Regions from separate parts of the Mus musculus genome. Here all the other regions are linked to region 1. The links are chromatin contacts, called in public Hi-C maps. All regions are on one chromosome and are shown on one strand. The core of a region is the stretch at or near the end of the contact, and the rest is flanking DNA. Distances in the headings are between cores, read along the strand shown.

Region 1 (2,817 bases), core at 146-2,645:
CTTAGGAATATTTGAGATGTTTTTATTTTCTTTGTTTTCTGCTTCGGCCTCACCGTCTGCCCTGCCCCAATACAACATACACATGTACTTCACCGGCCAGAACTGCCCATTTCTTGAATGTATCCTGCTTATTAGCTCAACTCATCATTGTCCGGTTAATTTATGAGTTCTCCCTGACGGTTGCCTGATGAATATGGAGGTGCTGGCTGGGCCAGAGCTTTCTGGTTAAGCTCAGTCTCCCATTCAAAGGTGGGGCTTTTCACCCAGGTTGAGTGAGTGGACACCTGCTTGCTGTGTCTCTGAGCCCGTGGAACCAGAGGGTGGCTAGGAAGGCTAGAGTGGGATTCTGATCATACTGTGTTCGAAGCCCTCTCTAAGAGGCCTAAGGGATTAAAGCCTCAACTTTCCACTCACCTGCTGATGGGAAAGTGAGATCTTGGGTTCTAATGGTGATGCAGAGGAACTCAGAGGTGGACCTGAAGTAGGCCAGTGTGGAGAGCCAACCGTCTCTTACTTTAAAATGGATTAGCGAGGTGGGGAGTTTGCAGAGTCGAGGGCATCTTATGGCATCAAGCTGGGAGGGTGTTACAGGGGACACTGGCCCTGGCTCTGAAGCTCTGGGCTACGGAGACCCAGCTCACCACGTCTCCCTTTGTTCTCCCTCCCTCACAGTCGAACAAAGTACCGGTGGTGCAACACCCCCACCATGTCCACCCACTCACGCCTCTCATCACGTACAGCAATGAACACTTCACCCCGGGAAATCCACCTCCGCACTTACCAGCTGACGTAGACCCCAAAACAGGTAAGTTGGGGAACTCCGAAGGCCTCAGTCAGGAGCCTGGGCCAGGCATGATGGGTGAAATGGGATCGATGGGGCTCGGGGTGGGAGATGTTCAGATTCACACCTGGGAGCTCTTAGTGGGGCTCGCCTGGTATATGTGCTGGGCTGTGTCCCCCTTCCCTTTGGAGAGATCCACTTACAGGGATAAGATTTATATCTGCACCTTTGGAGTTGGCTGCTTGGGAAAGCTGGCCTTGGTACCTTCCTAAGCAAACTAGGTAGCAATGAGATTACATCATGATTTTGAAGGAGTCCGGACATTTGAGAGTGACTTATATTCTTAAGTGTATTCTTAAGGGACCACATCACCCGGAGTCTGTATTCCTTGCAGATCACTAGACCACTGTGCATTTTCTTCTCCCATTCCAATATCTCGGATGTTTATTGTGAGCCCATTTTACAGATGTACAAACTGAAGCCTAGGAAGGTTTCCTCATTTCATCCAGCAGTGTCATAAGCAGAGGCTGCACACTGCATTCAGTCTCTACACCTGTCAGGAAAAGCAGGTCTAGCTTATAGCGCCCTCTACGTAAGGATCTAGTATGGCAGGCAGCCTCTCTGAGCACTCTGTGTGGATGCTGGATGCAGCCTGGCAGTTTGACTGACTGGAGGAGGCGGCCAAGCCTGCCTGAGGCTCCGCCAAGTAACAAGGCTTCACTTGCAGCAGGCAGCATCTCATTTGAATAATGGTAGGCCAGGGAATAGCTTTTAAATGGTTATCGTAAACCATATGATTAACGTCTGAGGAGTGTTTATTTTCCTCTGCGAACATTCTTTCAAGTGTGCAAATGGCTCAGTGTAGGGTCCAAGCCCAGCTAATCTCTTTGCTTTCTGTAATAGAGAGAAAGCAATGTCTGCGTCAAAATGTCACCCGGGGAGACTTAATTTACAGATTAAAAGTTTCCTGAATGAATTTCTTGAAAATTGAGATAGTTTCCATCTCCGTCCTGCCCCTTCGATCTTGGGTGAGTTCTGACGCACTGTGTCCATTTGGCCTCCCCCTCGGACTGAGCGGCTGGGCAGAGCCATTGCTCTCGAGCTAAATTGCTCTCCGGACTCCTCTTCCTAAGGATGAATGACTAGACATGTGTCCTGTGCAGATAGGAAGTGAGCCGTGGTGTGTACTTTCAGCTTATTCTTCTACAGGCCTCCGGGAGGCTTGCAGCCCCTCTGGCCCATGGAATACCCAGTGAGCAAGTGAGGCTAGTGCCCACATATGCCTCGGCCCTCCAGGGAATCGTGGTCCAGAGCTGAACCCACCAAGCCCCCAGCTTCTTCTATCAGTTCAGTTCTGACTACTGGGGGACAGACACCACCTGACACTCGGTTTCTGCAGATTCTCTTCATGGGAGAATTGGCCAGCTTGAGGAGTCGGGTTTTTTGTAAGGAAATCAGGTCACACCTCTGTGACTCATAGTGAGTTACAAGGCTGCCTGTAATCACAGCACTTAGGAGGCTAAGAAGGCAAGAGGGCTGTGAGTTCAAAGTCAGTGTGGGCTGTATAGTTAAGACTCCTGTCTCAAAACATTAAATTTAATTATTTAAGCCTTACAGATCCGAAATATAGCTCTGACACAGGCAAGCCATCCGAAATAAAGGGTAACTGACCCAGTTCCAAAGCAAAAGGAGTTAATGATTATCAGTTGCTCACCTGAAATATGCCAGTCTTTTTAGATTTTTTTTTTTTGACTTGAAGTAATCACTTTAGTCATATGAGGCAAAAATACCCAAGATGGCGACTCCTTGGTCTCAATCAGTCAATCACTCCAGCCCATCTAGAATGAGCTAACTCACTGTTCAAACGGATCTGTAGGAAAATAAGAAGACTGGGACAGTCCTACCCCCGCACCCCTCCTCCCCAAAAGCCAGGAATGGCCTCCAGCTGAGAAGAGACAGCCCCTTTCCTTATTCGCTCCTTGCTCCCCCTCCCTCCACAGTCCCTCTTCCTCCATACCAAAAAAATCGCTGCTTCT
Region 2 (2,817 bases), core at 127-2,626, 490 kb before region 1:
AAAATGGTGTGGTCATCTGTACCACTGCTGCCAGATCTCTGTGCATTTTAGAATAAGGCTCCCAAACAAAATGGGTGTCTAGGGCACAGCTGGGAAGGTAGGATGGCGTTACTGAAAGCATGCCTCTGAGAGAAGGTGAGAACCTGTCTATGCAGGTTTACTGAAAGCTTCGCTTCTGTGTCCCAACTCAAGTGGACCAGATTGGGCTCTCTGGCCAGGTGGCCTGAGTCTTGTCCTCTCCGAGCAGTGGCTTTGAATAAAGGGGCTTTTACTTTTACATAGGAACTGGTAGGACCTGGAAGAACCCATGTTCTAAAGAGCCCCTGCCTGTCTGCAAAGTCGATTTATTTGTAGAGAATATCTTCTCTGTGGGGTGTGTAGTCAGGCTGCTCTGCTCATGTCACGGACATCCAGCATAGGGGGGCATTTCTGTACACACCCACAGCATGGTATCCCACACACTCACTTGGACTATTTGCTTAAATTTGTAGGTCCTTTTTCAAATGTAAACTGAAATGCTGCTCTAAAGAGCCTCATATTCAAATATATCACTACCCTTTGTGAAAAATGAAACCAGAGCATATACTGTTTGGGTACAGGAAAGATTGTTTAGAAACCAATGGCTGCCTAGAGGTTGCATATTTAAGGTAACAGTCAATCTTTATTTTTCCCTATAGCAAACACAAAACAAAAACCAAAGCAAGACCTCCTATGTAAAAATTAAGGAAGGAGACTTCCTTCTGGCATCCCAGTAGGAAAAGGATGCTAAGGACTGAGCCGTGCATGGCCTGTCCTGCTGGGCGGATCTGATTTCCAGCTGGGTCAATTAGTATAAGATGCAGTCCACTGCTCAATGGATATTGGACCATATTTTGATACAAGACAATTTTTAAAGTTGCTCCTTTAATGAAGGAAAGCAAAGTATTGAAATAAAATGTTTAAATGTCAAAGGAAACTATCGTTCATGTATTAGTTCGTTCCTCTGGAGATACTAAGACAACAGTTGAATATTATGTGGTTAGCGGGATACGTGTTTTGGGTGCTAGGCTAGAACCAGTGGTGTTGAACATGGCAGGCACACACACACTTCAATACTGAGGGACACGGTCAACATTTTTGATCCATTTTCTGTGTCAATAAAGAAATGTATTTCAAATAAAGAACCATCTATTTCAGAATTTTTACACATTCATCCTAAAAGAACTCTAGTAAAAATGAAAATGAAAGAATTTTAATAGACATACAACATTTACTAAGTTGTTCCTGTGCATCCAATACCGTGTCGTAAGAATTTACACTGTTGGAGCTGGGGAGACAGTGCAGCAGGTAATGGAAGCTGAGAGACCAAGTGGCTTCTTTAGAATCTCATAATGGGCTTCACAGTCCCCTGATCTGTTTTGTTTGTCCCAAGCTCTGTGTAAATATCCCCCCCATCCGGCTTATCCCATCCAAATTTAAAGGAAAAACTAGGAGTGTTCCATGGATCCAGTGTCTGTCATAAGGGAACTTATTTATCTATAACATAGAACACCAGTCTTGGACAAATATCTTAGGGTCCCTTAAAAGTACCCATAACAAAACCCTACATGTTAAGGTAGTTGTTCCCAGGAAGCAGTTTATTAGGTCATCAATTACCTGGCCCTGTGTGACTAGAGGAAAGCCTCTGTCTCTCCTTGGCATTGCTGAATTCAAGGAAGACAATGCCAGCATTGTTGTGCTAGATAGGCTCCGCATGGAAGGTGTGGGTGGGGCTGGGCACTGTTGAAGGCATCCCACACTTAAATCCTCAGAAGCAGTTTGTTTTTGCAGTCTGCACTTGTTTGCTTATTTTATCTCTTTATCTTGAACGGAAAAACTCGAGGAGACTTGACATCATAAGAAGAGAATTGTCATTAAAGAAAGAGCCATCGTACTAATTGTAAACAGCCCAGGGAGTCCATTTGTAAAAGGAGCTTTAAGTCAATTAAATAAATAAATAAATAAATAGGAAATGGTCTCCACTGTTTAATGGGGCAATGACATGTATTTTAACCGGATTGCTGTGAAATGAAAACATTCCATTTCACCATGACATGAGACCAGTGAGGTGCTTTCCACACCAGTCATGCTTCTGGTTCATCCAGGGACGGAGTGCAGTCACACCAGTGGTGGAGTGCGCGGTGGGAATGGTCCTGGGCCTGAGGGAGCATGCCCTTAGCCCAAAGCATAAGGACTGGTGTTTTATACAGTCCCGCTAGCCAAAAAGCTATGATTGGAAGCCACGCTCAGCACAAAGCTCATTGCCTCCAGAGCAAGCGAGTCATGCCATGCCATGCAGTTTTCCCTGTGACACACAGTAGGCTCCTTGCCTTCCTCTGCTTTCGTGGTCAGTTCCCTACACCCAGTGACCCTGCAGGATTCTGGATGTACTACAGTGTAAGTTAACTGGGAAAATACCAAACAGTGGCCTCTGACTAGCTTCATTATTAGACATCAGAGAACAATGACATTTGCATGTGGAGTAAAGACTTGCATCCTGAACTCCCCACCCCCAAGGAAAGGAGACTTACAGATCTGCTAGAATTCTTAACTTGGGTGCAGCTAGTAGAGGGCAAACATAAAGCCAAGAAATGCAGAGTGTATGTCTCACTCTGCTGTCCATGTGGCTTTTTCCGGTTTTCTTGGAAGATTCTCCATATTTTCTATCAAAGCTCAAAAATAAAATTGGATGTTAGATGAGATACATCTAAAAATCTACTTGTTAAAAGGCCATTTAGCCCAATGGATCACTCATACTACATAATATCAACCAGAGATCTTTACTCCAGGAATCTATAT
Region 3 (2,817 bases), core at 144-2,643, 340 kb after region 1:
GTCACTTAGGGGCAACGCTCCAAGCCCCTCCACAGGTAGAGGATTTGAAGTGTGGTCACATAGGTTCAAGACAGATCTCTATTTTTATGAGGTACCTAAAGGTTGGGGGACGTAGGCAATAAGCTTTCCTTCCCAGACACTCTTCCCTGCAAAAAGGTATTTAACCTCAGGTCCACCCTGAGAAGTGGGGTACACAGTCTTACTCATCCACTTTCCGCCATGACAATAAATGTCTTAAAACCATGGACTTCCTCTTTTCTTCATGATCCGCCTTGGGGAGCCATGGAGAAGGCCTTTGCCTACAGAGCGGCTGTCTAATCTGTAGAAGGCCTCTCTATGCTCCAAGCCAAGATCGAGCCCAAACTCAAGCCTACTTTTGCAGTCAAGCCAAGAACTTTCCTCGTGGGACCAGCTGGAGCTCCTCCTAACCCCACAACACACAAGCACACACACACACACACACACACACCGCCCTCGGGCCAGATCCAACCAGAGGGTCCCCACTCCATTCTCAGCTTTTCCAAGGCTTCCATAGGTGCCTGGGTGTCTGTGAGCCTGAGAACCAGACAGCCCCAGCCTTGGCCTCCTCACAGGCCTGGGGACCCTGAGCCTGCTCCAGCTCTCAGACTGCAATTCCCCACCTCCAGAGTTGTGTCCCTGGGCTGCCCTACAGCCCAGCCCTGTAGCAGAGCAGACTCGGGACCCCATAACCCTACGTGTGTGTGTGTGTGTGTGTGTGTGTGTGTGTGTGTGTGTGTGTGTGAAGATCTCATACTATATATAGTCCAGATTGACCTCAAACTCACAGTGATCCTCCTGCCTCAGCCTCTCAAGGGTTGGAACTACAGGTGTGTACCACCATACTCAGCTGAGGGGCAGTTTTTCCTTTTCTTATTCAGTGACAGATAAAAGCAACTGGGGGCAACTGAGATTTGTGTAACTCAGCGCTACTTCATTGCGATTTGAATGTGAAATGTCTTGCATAAACATCTGTATTCAGACGGGTCTCAGCAGGAGGCGTTTGGAGAGGTTATGGAACAACCAGACTGTGAGGTTTCGCTGGATGAAATCCATCTGGGGGGGGGGGGCTGGGGGGGGCCTTTGACGTGTTACAGCCAAGTTTCACTTTCTGTTCTTTCTGTGTTCTGCTTTGCAATGCCAGGAGCACTGAGCATGCGCAGCTACGATGTAGTCCCTGTAACCTCTGGATGGGTTAAACACTTTCTCTCTGCCTTTGTTTTTTTATCAGAGTATTTTATCACAGCAATGGAAGGAGATATCGGTCTTACAGATTGAGGACACCGAGGCTCAGAGAAACAGGTTAGGAGACCCGTCCATGGCCTCATGGCCTCTATCTGTACTTGAAATGGGCTACGCTTGCTTCCAGAGAGGCAGCAGGAGGAGAGCTATCCTTCAGGGTGGGGAGTGTCTGCTCTTCAGGCAAGCCTGAGAGGAAGAGGACATCGCAAGACTGCACGCAGGCTGGTGAGCTGCAGGGTGGGATAGAGAGTCAGGAGGACCTAGGGCGGGCTCCACATTGTCAGTGCTCAGCTCCCAGACTTCAACTGACTTTAAGACTCTGCCTCCAGCTTAGATGCAGTTGTTAAATAAATTATTGTATTGGTTAATGGCTGGATCCATCAGTCAATCAACTGGCTGATCAATCGGTTGGTTGACTTGGGGGTGCCATGGCACCTCTGTGGAGGTAAGAAAAGAACATATACTCTACTGTGTGGTCTCAGGTTATCAGCAAGCACCTTTGTCCACACAGCCACGTCCCTCGCCCAGATTCACTTTAATTCATGATAGCTGAATTGTCGACAGAAAACAAGCAAAACCCACAAAGGAAACATCCCCTGCAGATCAGACCAACTGTGACTGACGTTTCAGTAGAGGCTTCCGTAGTGGCAGCTGGAAGTGGAAGAATTCTGAACTCTGATGTTAAGAAAACACACTAAGGCTGGGCAGTGGTGGCGCACGCCTTTAATCCGAGCACTTGGGAGGCAGAGGCGGGCAGATTTCTGAGTTCGAGGCCAGCCTGCTCTACAGAGTGAGTTCCAGGACAGCCAGAGCTACACAGAGAAACCCTGTCTCAAAAAACAAACAAACAAACAAACAAACAAACAAACAACCCAAAAAACCCCACACTAAGTCCTGATCTTGGCTTTTGTGAATGTATGCATGCATGTGTGTTGTGGGATCCAACGACTGGACTCTCTCTGTACCCCAGGCTGGCCTTACTAGATGGGGATGCAGGCCTGGCATATTGCACTTTTTAAGGAAGTCTTAGTTCCTTGAACTCCCTGAGCCTCAGTGTGTTTGGTTGCAAAATGGGAACAGTAAGGACACCAGCCAGGAAGTGCAGTTGTAAATATTTCCTGAGGGTGAGGGGGAGCCTGGCGTGGCTTGTTCTCAGCAAATTGAAGTTAGGGTTTTATTATTGCTGCTGTGAGGTCATCTTGGTGATAGACAGCTCGGGACCTTTCTGTCCACACTGCTCCTGAGACCACAGGCATCATGTATTAGCCCCTCCTCCCTCTGCCTCCCCAGACCCCTGGGAAGGGCGGTGCCTGCTCTCTAGCGCCCCCAGGTGTTCATGATGGTAGTTCATGCACTTTGTTTTCTCCCTGTGCCTTCCTCTCGGCCAGAGATCTTGGGCTAAAGGATCAGGGCCAGGGAGTAAGTAAGAGCCTTGCCACAAACGGAGGGAAGGAGCGTTCTGGACTCTCCCAGGAGCTTCCTAGGGGATCAACCCAAGTGGTACTCCAAACACTTCCCCAAGCCCCAGGACTCCAAGATTCTCAGGTGTGCTGGCTC
Region 4 (2,817 bases), core at 174-2,673, 310 kb before region 1:
CTCGAGAAGCTTTTTCAAACTTTCTTGCAGTGTGAGTCACTTTAACGGAAGGTCCGGCCGGGCACGTGTGCCTCTCCACCCGCTCTCCATCCTCCGGCAAAGCAGAGCGTGCTCACTGTTCCTAAGAACGAAATCAGTGCCAGGCCAGCAAGTGAAGAAAAGGGTGAAGGGCCTGCCACCCAGACAGCCTACACTTAGTCGCTAGGACCTATGTGATAGATTGAAAGAACCAACTGCCACAAGCTAGCTTCTTATACCACCCTCCCCTCCCACATATAAAATACATGTAACTAACATTTTTTAAGTAAGGTATAGTTTATTCAGTACTACCATCCAACATTTGATTCAAGCAGGCTACTGTGAGACGTGAGTGTCTTCTTATCAGGTTTTTTCGTTGTGGCTTCGAGGGTTGTTTGCTATTTCATCTAAATGAAGAAATCCTGGTCTACTAAAGTTCACCTTTGTGATGCCAGCATTTTGTGACATAGCAAGATGACCAAGCTTTGGCAGAAGAAGGGAGAAGCCTGCAACAGAAGTTCAGGAAGTTAGTGGCACACTTCCCTAAGAGAAGCCATTAATAATCACCACAAAGGATGAGTGAATGAATGAATGAATGACAACAAGCATCCCAGTTTGCAAAGGAAGCATTTCATTTCATTTCAGTGGTCATGTTTATCATAACCAGACTCGAGACACCACAGTACCAGTACAGACAACCACATTGCGCTTGCAGGGATTTCCCTTGCCAGGGCCAGCTATCTCTGTCCACTAGGCAGTCTCCTGTGGGTCAAAATCCTTTCAGTGGGGTAAACAGGGCATGAGCAGTGGGAAATGATAGCTCTGTTCTGGAAAGTTAAGGAGGTGGCATTTGAGCTTGTAAACCAGTGGCCACCTGAGTTATCTTTTTATGGAGACTAGATTTTTGACACACAGATAAGCTCAGCAGGACTTAGCAGTGACTTTTAAAAAACCAACCAAACAAACAAACAAAAAGGCACCAGGCTCTACAGCGTAGACCTCCTGTCTTTTCATAGCCCAGTAGCTTAATAGAGACTCAGGCACACTCATAGAAGCCAGTGTGGGGAGCCAGACCTGTTTTGAGCCATTTCAGGATAACCAGGAGTTTGAAAATGTCCCTTTGGTCTGTAAGTGTGTGCTCACATGATTCCTCTAAAAGGCCAGTGCATTAAATCTTTGCTTTGACAATTAGATCATCTTCAACCGTTTCCAGCCAGCAAGTGGTTTTCATTACTTTATTGGGGCGGGGTGTCTGTCTCTCTGTCTGTCTGTCTGTCTCTCATGTGTGTGTGTGTGTGTGTGTGTGTGTGTATACACATGTGTACAGTTTCTGTGTGGGTTGTTCTGAACAGACATCCAGATATTATTGCATCCCTTCAGCAGGTGGGATTGGAGAGCAGGGGAGGCCCTCCTCTGCATAGCCTGTGTGCTGTAGGTCTGCTGCTCTGTAGGGCCTGCTCCTCTCCTACAATCTTCTCTTGTTGCTCTTGTTGTCCCGATCTCTAGATTCCCAGAGATTCGCTTCCTGTTACAAGCTACTTGTTAGCATTCAGCTCTGAGTTGTCAATACTAACTGTTTAATTCCACACTTACCCGGACACCTGGAATGTTGATAATCAGGGGTTTGGGCAGCAAGGTGCTTTTGGGAAAGGAGCTTAGCAATTTCACATGTAGCTTCCTTCCTTAGATGGACACGTTATGTCAGAATCCAACTTGTGAGTGTTTGAAAGCAAGATTGAAAAGTCAGCCCATTTTCCTCCTCATGACTTCTGGAGGCAGCATGTATGTTGGGGGTTGGGGGGGGGGGGAGGCTGGAGCCTGGCTGTCTCCGAGTGTTGCGGGACTTCCCAGGTGTCAGGTGACAGCCCCAGGTGGGCTCTCCCACTTACCCCGTGCTGACCTTATCAGGTGTGCATTGTGGCTCCCATTTTATAGATCGGGAAGGTAAATATCAGAAAGGTTGATGATTTACTCAAAGCCACCTAGCTGATAAGTAGAAAGCAAAGTCATCACGGTGGCCCACTGGTCTGTCACTACCCGGTCTCCACTTCCTCTGCCCTCTTCTCCCCACCCTGATCCCCAGCTTTTTGTTTTCCTAAGTTCTTTTCCTTCCTCTCCTTTCCACTGTACCACTGCAGGCAGATGCCCTTAGCACATTCTTCACCCCCCCCCCCCACACACACACACACACTGGCAAGCCCTGTCTGGGCTCTGGGTAAGCTCAGTCCATGGGCAGAGAGCAAATGTAATCTCCCAAAGTATGAAGTCTGATCCTTGCAGTGTCTCTAGACTGAGGAAATGCCATCCACCGGGGAGGGGGAGGGGGTCCGTTTATTTTTTTTTTTTTGAGGTCTGAAAGTTCCATGAGGGCAGGGCCAGTCTGGTTTTGCCTATCACTATGTTCCTGGCTAGAACATTTCCCGTGGAAGACAGGCTGGGAATGCCATCTCAATACACTCAGATGAGACAGCCTGCATGAAGGGCCTGTGGCTTCCTTTTCCTCCATGCCCTTTCTCCTCCTGAGGCTTCCAAGTGGAAACATCTATGCCTGGTGTCACATCACAGTGGGACAGTGGGGTCCCGGTAAAGAGCAACTTAGAGTTGACCACGCTCTCATCAGTAGGTGTCACTGCCATCAGCCAGAATTATGGCAGGGGTGCTAGAGCTGTTGTCCGGTGGGCTAATTGCACTTGGTCTCCCTAAACTCCCTCTGGACCCCCTCACCAGACACAGTTCTCTTCTTATCTGTCCCAGGCTGCTAGCAAGTGTTTGCAAAGAGACTCTCAGCTGCTGCCACGG
Region 5 (2,817 bases), core at 187-2,686, 290 kb after region 1:
AGGCTGCATAGCTGTACCTGAAACAGCTCTCATCTAGCCTATGATAAATTCACATAACCTATTTGCTCTTTAATTGCTTCCAATAACACACACAACATCTCAGAAAACAGACGCAGAGGCTCAGCTAGAAGGTGATGGAGGCTTCTAGAGTCCCAGTCATCACCCTACAAGACCCTTCGCAACAAAGTTTCATGAACTTGGCCTCCAGCGGCACATCCGAGATGCAGATTCCATGATGGAAGAGCTTTACTCTGTTTCCCTGGAGACTCTGGCTCAAAAGTTGCCAAATGAATGTTGATTTACAAGCGAGTAAGTGAGTAAGCTGTCCAGGATACACACCAAGAAGGGTTGCCTTGACAAAACTGCCTGTTAGGCTGTTAGATCCTGGTGTTGGAGGTTGGAAGAGCAGGGCTTCTGGCCTTGATGCCAGACAGTTGATGGAGCCCTCAGTGCCCAGACTGAGGCTCAAAGGCTGTGCTTCCTAATGCACCCCAGAGTTCCTTAGCTTTGTACAACAGCTGGCCAAAAGGCAGTTTCTTTAAAAAACTAAGTCAATCCAATGTAGGGTCCACATGGCCACTGAGTTGATGTTGTTGAGAGAGCTGGACTGTGGATATCCAGCCCTTCAAGCAGATGTTCTGGTTGGACCTCTTAATACTTCTTAATGCAGGGAAGACAGGTCAGGCCAAGGCAGCCCTGTGCCCTGCAGGCTGGCCCCCTGAGCACTGAGAAGATTCAGAAATGCTGCCATCTTGTGGCACCTCCAGGCCAGAGCAAGGTGGTCCCCAGCTCCATCCTTTAGCAAATCAAGCCCAGGTCTCTCTCTCTCTCTCTCTCTCTCTCTCTCTCTCTCTCTCTCTCTCTCTCTCTCTCTCTCTCTGTTCCTCTCCCATCTTTCCCCAGCTGGACATCAGCAGAGGAAAATTTGTGTGAACACAGTTTTGAATCTTTTACATTTATTTCCTGAAAAGAACACAAGAAAACCCTCTTTTAATTCTTAGGACTCTTCTGACAGCATGCTCTGTCAAAGTCTGCCAAGGAGAGGCTCTCACATCTAGGGCAACATCTTGGACCCAGCTCAGGAAAAAAGCAACAGAACCCAAACATGCCTACAGATCAGCCTGTCCTGATGAGGACTTGAGGCTCTAAGAATTCCAGATTGGACATGAGAATTCCTCTCAGCCTCTGAAAGCTTTGATCACAAACTGGATAATACCACACTAAAATATTGATCTGAAATGATTGTACCTGTTGGTTAGGGAGTCCAGATTGTGGTCCCTTGGGTTTCTAGATGGAGCTGGCACTTGATATGCCCAAGGAGACTGCATTGTGACAACATAACATTCGGATGCTTGTTCATCCTCAGCCTCTGGGTGTCTGCAGCATTCTAAATAAACAAAGTCCAGACAGGCGATCTGTCAGTGTGACTCAGGGCTGCAGGGTTGCACACTCGCAATCACAGAGCCATGAATGAGCAGGTCTGCCCACCCACTCCTGCTCTGCCCGCCCATGGAGGCTGCCTTGGGTAAAACCATCAAGGTGTGGAAATTGAACTTGGTACACACAGTCTCAACCCCCACCCCCACTCCCCAGCTCTCCTAGAAGTTATAGATCCACAGGGACCAGGTCTCTAAAGGAAGGGGTTGGGAAACAGGATGATAAATTATGACAGAAACAGAAAACTGGAAAGCCGGACGTGATTGTGTCATCTGTAATCCCAGCATGAATGCTGCTGAAGCAAGAGGACTGGCGCCAGTCCGAGGCCAGCCTGGGCTACAGACTGAGACTGCTTCCAAAAGAGAATGGGAAATGCTGTGAATATTACTGGAGGGAAAGAATAGGAAGGAGGGAGAAAAAGAAAAGGAAAAAGAAACCCAGATTGGACCCTGTGAGGGCCTTCTGCGCACTGAACTGAAAATATGAGCATTTGAGCTTAGGGGCAAGGGACAATTCATCCAAACGCTTGCTAGTCTACCCAGCGAAATAATCAGATTGAACCTGACAACCACAGTTATGTAACACAAAAGAGAGCCTGGGACTAAGAAAAATGGGGTATCAAACTGCTTACTTAGTTTCCCCCGGGGGTCAACAGCAGGGTCCAAGAACTCTACTTCTTTAGGCATGAAGCAGATGCTAGATACAAAAATTAGAGACCTCTCCTGAAACATTGCCCCAGGCCTGCTGGGCCCATAGCTCAAAAAGGGAGAAACTCAAAAGGGTGCCCGGTCCCGAGTGTCAGAGCGGGGTCCACAGCGCACATGTAGCTGGTCCGGGGCTTCCTGTGGTTAGCTCTGGAGTTTATATAGGCTGTCTGTTTCTCCCATCCCCATATCCCCAGGAAGAACACTACATCTTCCAGGAAAGCCGGCTGTGGGTTACGGAACATCCTTCCGGAAGATAGAATGAAGCAGCTAGTACTAGAGGACAGGAGTAAAGAGAATGAACACCCTCCTCCAGACACAGCTCCTCCCACTCCGGTTGTGGTTAGATTGACCAATGACTTTGCGCAGAAATGACCCATGTGCCTTTCACATCTGAAGCTAGACATCCGAAATTCTTTCCTCGGCTGTTTGAAATTCGGACTATTTGATATGATGGTAGCTCCATCAGTCTACTTGGCTCCATGATTCCCGCTACCAATATGGGATGGACTTGGAGTATGTCCACAAATAAAAACCGAGAAAAAGCGTTATGTTTCTTAGGGTGTGTTCCCGCACTGGGAAGCTGTTGTTTCGTTAGCACGACTTAGTCTGTCTTGGCTGGTACAATGGACTTGGTTCAGATAAGTAATTCTGGTACGAGTTTGAAACAGTCACT

What was found. Hi-C and Micro-C count contacts between places; a contact is called where the count stands out from the background.
Region 2: a contact with region 1 is called in a Hi-C map of the N1E-115 cell line, with 4 times the contacts expected there. The contact joins two enhancer-like sites. A contact is called at or near these places in 1 of 39 promoter capture datasets (cancer-associated fibroblasts), 2 of 15 datasets of contacts at CTCF or cohesin (large pre-B cells and pro-B cells), 57 of 484 Hi-C or Micro-C datasets (B cells, the C2C12 cell line, DN3 thymocytes and 30 more), 16 of 115 datasets of contacts at active chromatin or transcription factors (astrocytes, bone marrow-derived dendritic cells, craniofacial prominence and 10 more) and 4 of 9 other capture datasets (adipose tissue, liver, macrophages and 1 more).
Region 3: a Hi-C map of the N1E-115 cell line shows a contact between it and region 1, with 4 times the contacts expected there. The contact joins two enhancer-like sites. A contact is called at or near these places in 1 of 39 promoter capture datasets (cancer-associated fibroblasts), 1 of 15 datasets of contacts at CTCF or cohesin (the NIH/3T3 cell line), 22 of 484 Hi-C or Micro-C datasets (the C2C12 cell line, the N1E-115 cell line, adipose-derived mesenchymal stem cells and 13 more) and 5 of 115 datasets of contacts at active chromatin or transcription factors (astrocytes, embryonic basal ganglia, embryonic forebrain and 2 more).
Region 4: a contact with region 1 is called in a Hi-C map of the N1E-115 cell line, with 2.6 times the contacts expected there. The contact joins two enhancer-like sites. A contact is called at or near these places in 3 of 484 Hi-C or Micro-C datasets (the N1E-115 cell line, embryonic stem cells and myocytes), 10 of 115 datasets of contacts at active chromatin or transcription factors (astrocytes, embryonic basal ganglia, embryonic fibroblasts and 6 more) and 4 of 9 other capture datasets (adipose tissue, embryonic stem cells, liver and 1 more).
Region 5: a Hi-C map of the N1E-115 cell line shows a contact between it and region 1, with 5 times the contacts expected there. The contact joins two enhancer-like sites. A contact is called at or near these places in 1 of 15 datasets of contacts at CTCF or cohesin (the NIH/3T3 cell line), 9 of 484 Hi-C or Micro-C datasets (B cells, the G1E-ER4 cell line, the N1E-115 cell line and 5 more), 3 of 115 datasets of contacts at active chromatin or transcription factors (embryonic basal ganglia, embryonic forebrain and embryonic midbrain) and 2 of 9 other capture datasets (adipose tissue and liver).

The regions. Positions count from the first base shown.
Region 1 is chr19:55,907,751-55,910,567 of GRCm38.p6, forward strand. It overlaps Tcf7l2 (transcription factor 7 like 2, T cell specific, HMG box), which reads left to right. Exons shown (of 15, transcript NM_001331146.1): 6 at 673-805. Among named protein-coding and RNA genes, the nearest start is that of Gm52391, 29 kb to the right of the region's middle. Within about 2 kb of position 1,396, at least 9 of the 459 cell types and tissues checked have an H3K27ac peak or open chromatin away from gene starts, as enhancers often do. A contact at or near this core is called in the N1E-115 cell line, where this site is marked.
Region 2 is chr19:55,417,250-55,420,066 of GRCm38.p6, forward strand. The region is part of intron 5 of Vti1a (vesicle transport through interaction with t-SNAREs 1A); the gene reads left to right. Among named protein-coding and RNA genes, the nearest start is that of Vti1a, 100 kb to the left of the region's middle. Within about 2 kb of position 1,377, at least 14 of the 459 cell types and tissues checked have an H3K27ac peak or open chromatin away from gene starts, as enhancers often do. A contact at or near this core is called in the N1E-115 cell line, where this site is marked.
Region 3 is chr19:56,252,363-56,255,179 of GRCm38.p6, forward strand. No RefSeq gene overlaps it. Among named protein-coding and RNA genes, the nearest start is that of Gm32144, 13 kb to the right of the region's middle. Within about 2 kb of position 1,394, at least 26 of the 459 cell types and tissues checked have an H3K27ac peak or open chromatin away from gene starts, as enhancers often do. A contact at or near this core is called in the N1E-115 cell line, where this site is marked.
Region 4 is chr19:55,594,183-55,596,999 of GRCm38.p6, forward strand. All of the region lies in intron 7 of Vti1a (vesicle transport through interaction with t-SNAREs 1A), which reads left to right. Among named protein-coding and RNA genes, the nearest start is that of Gm41871, 110 kb to the right of the region's middle. Within about 2 kb of position 1,424, at least 46 of the 459 cell types and tissues checked have an H3K27ac peak or open chromatin away from gene starts, as enhancers often do. A contact at or near this core is called in the N1E-115 cell line, where this site is marked.
Region 5 is chr19:56,201,220-56,204,036 of GRCm38.p6, forward strand. No RefSeq gene overlaps it. Among named protein-coding and RNA genes, the nearest start is that of Gm32028, 25 kb to the left of the region's middle. Within about 2 kb of position 1,437, at least 28 of the 459 cell types and tissues checked have an H3K27ac peak or open chromatin away from gene starts, as enhancers often do. A contact at or near this core is called in the N1E-115 cell line, where this site is marked.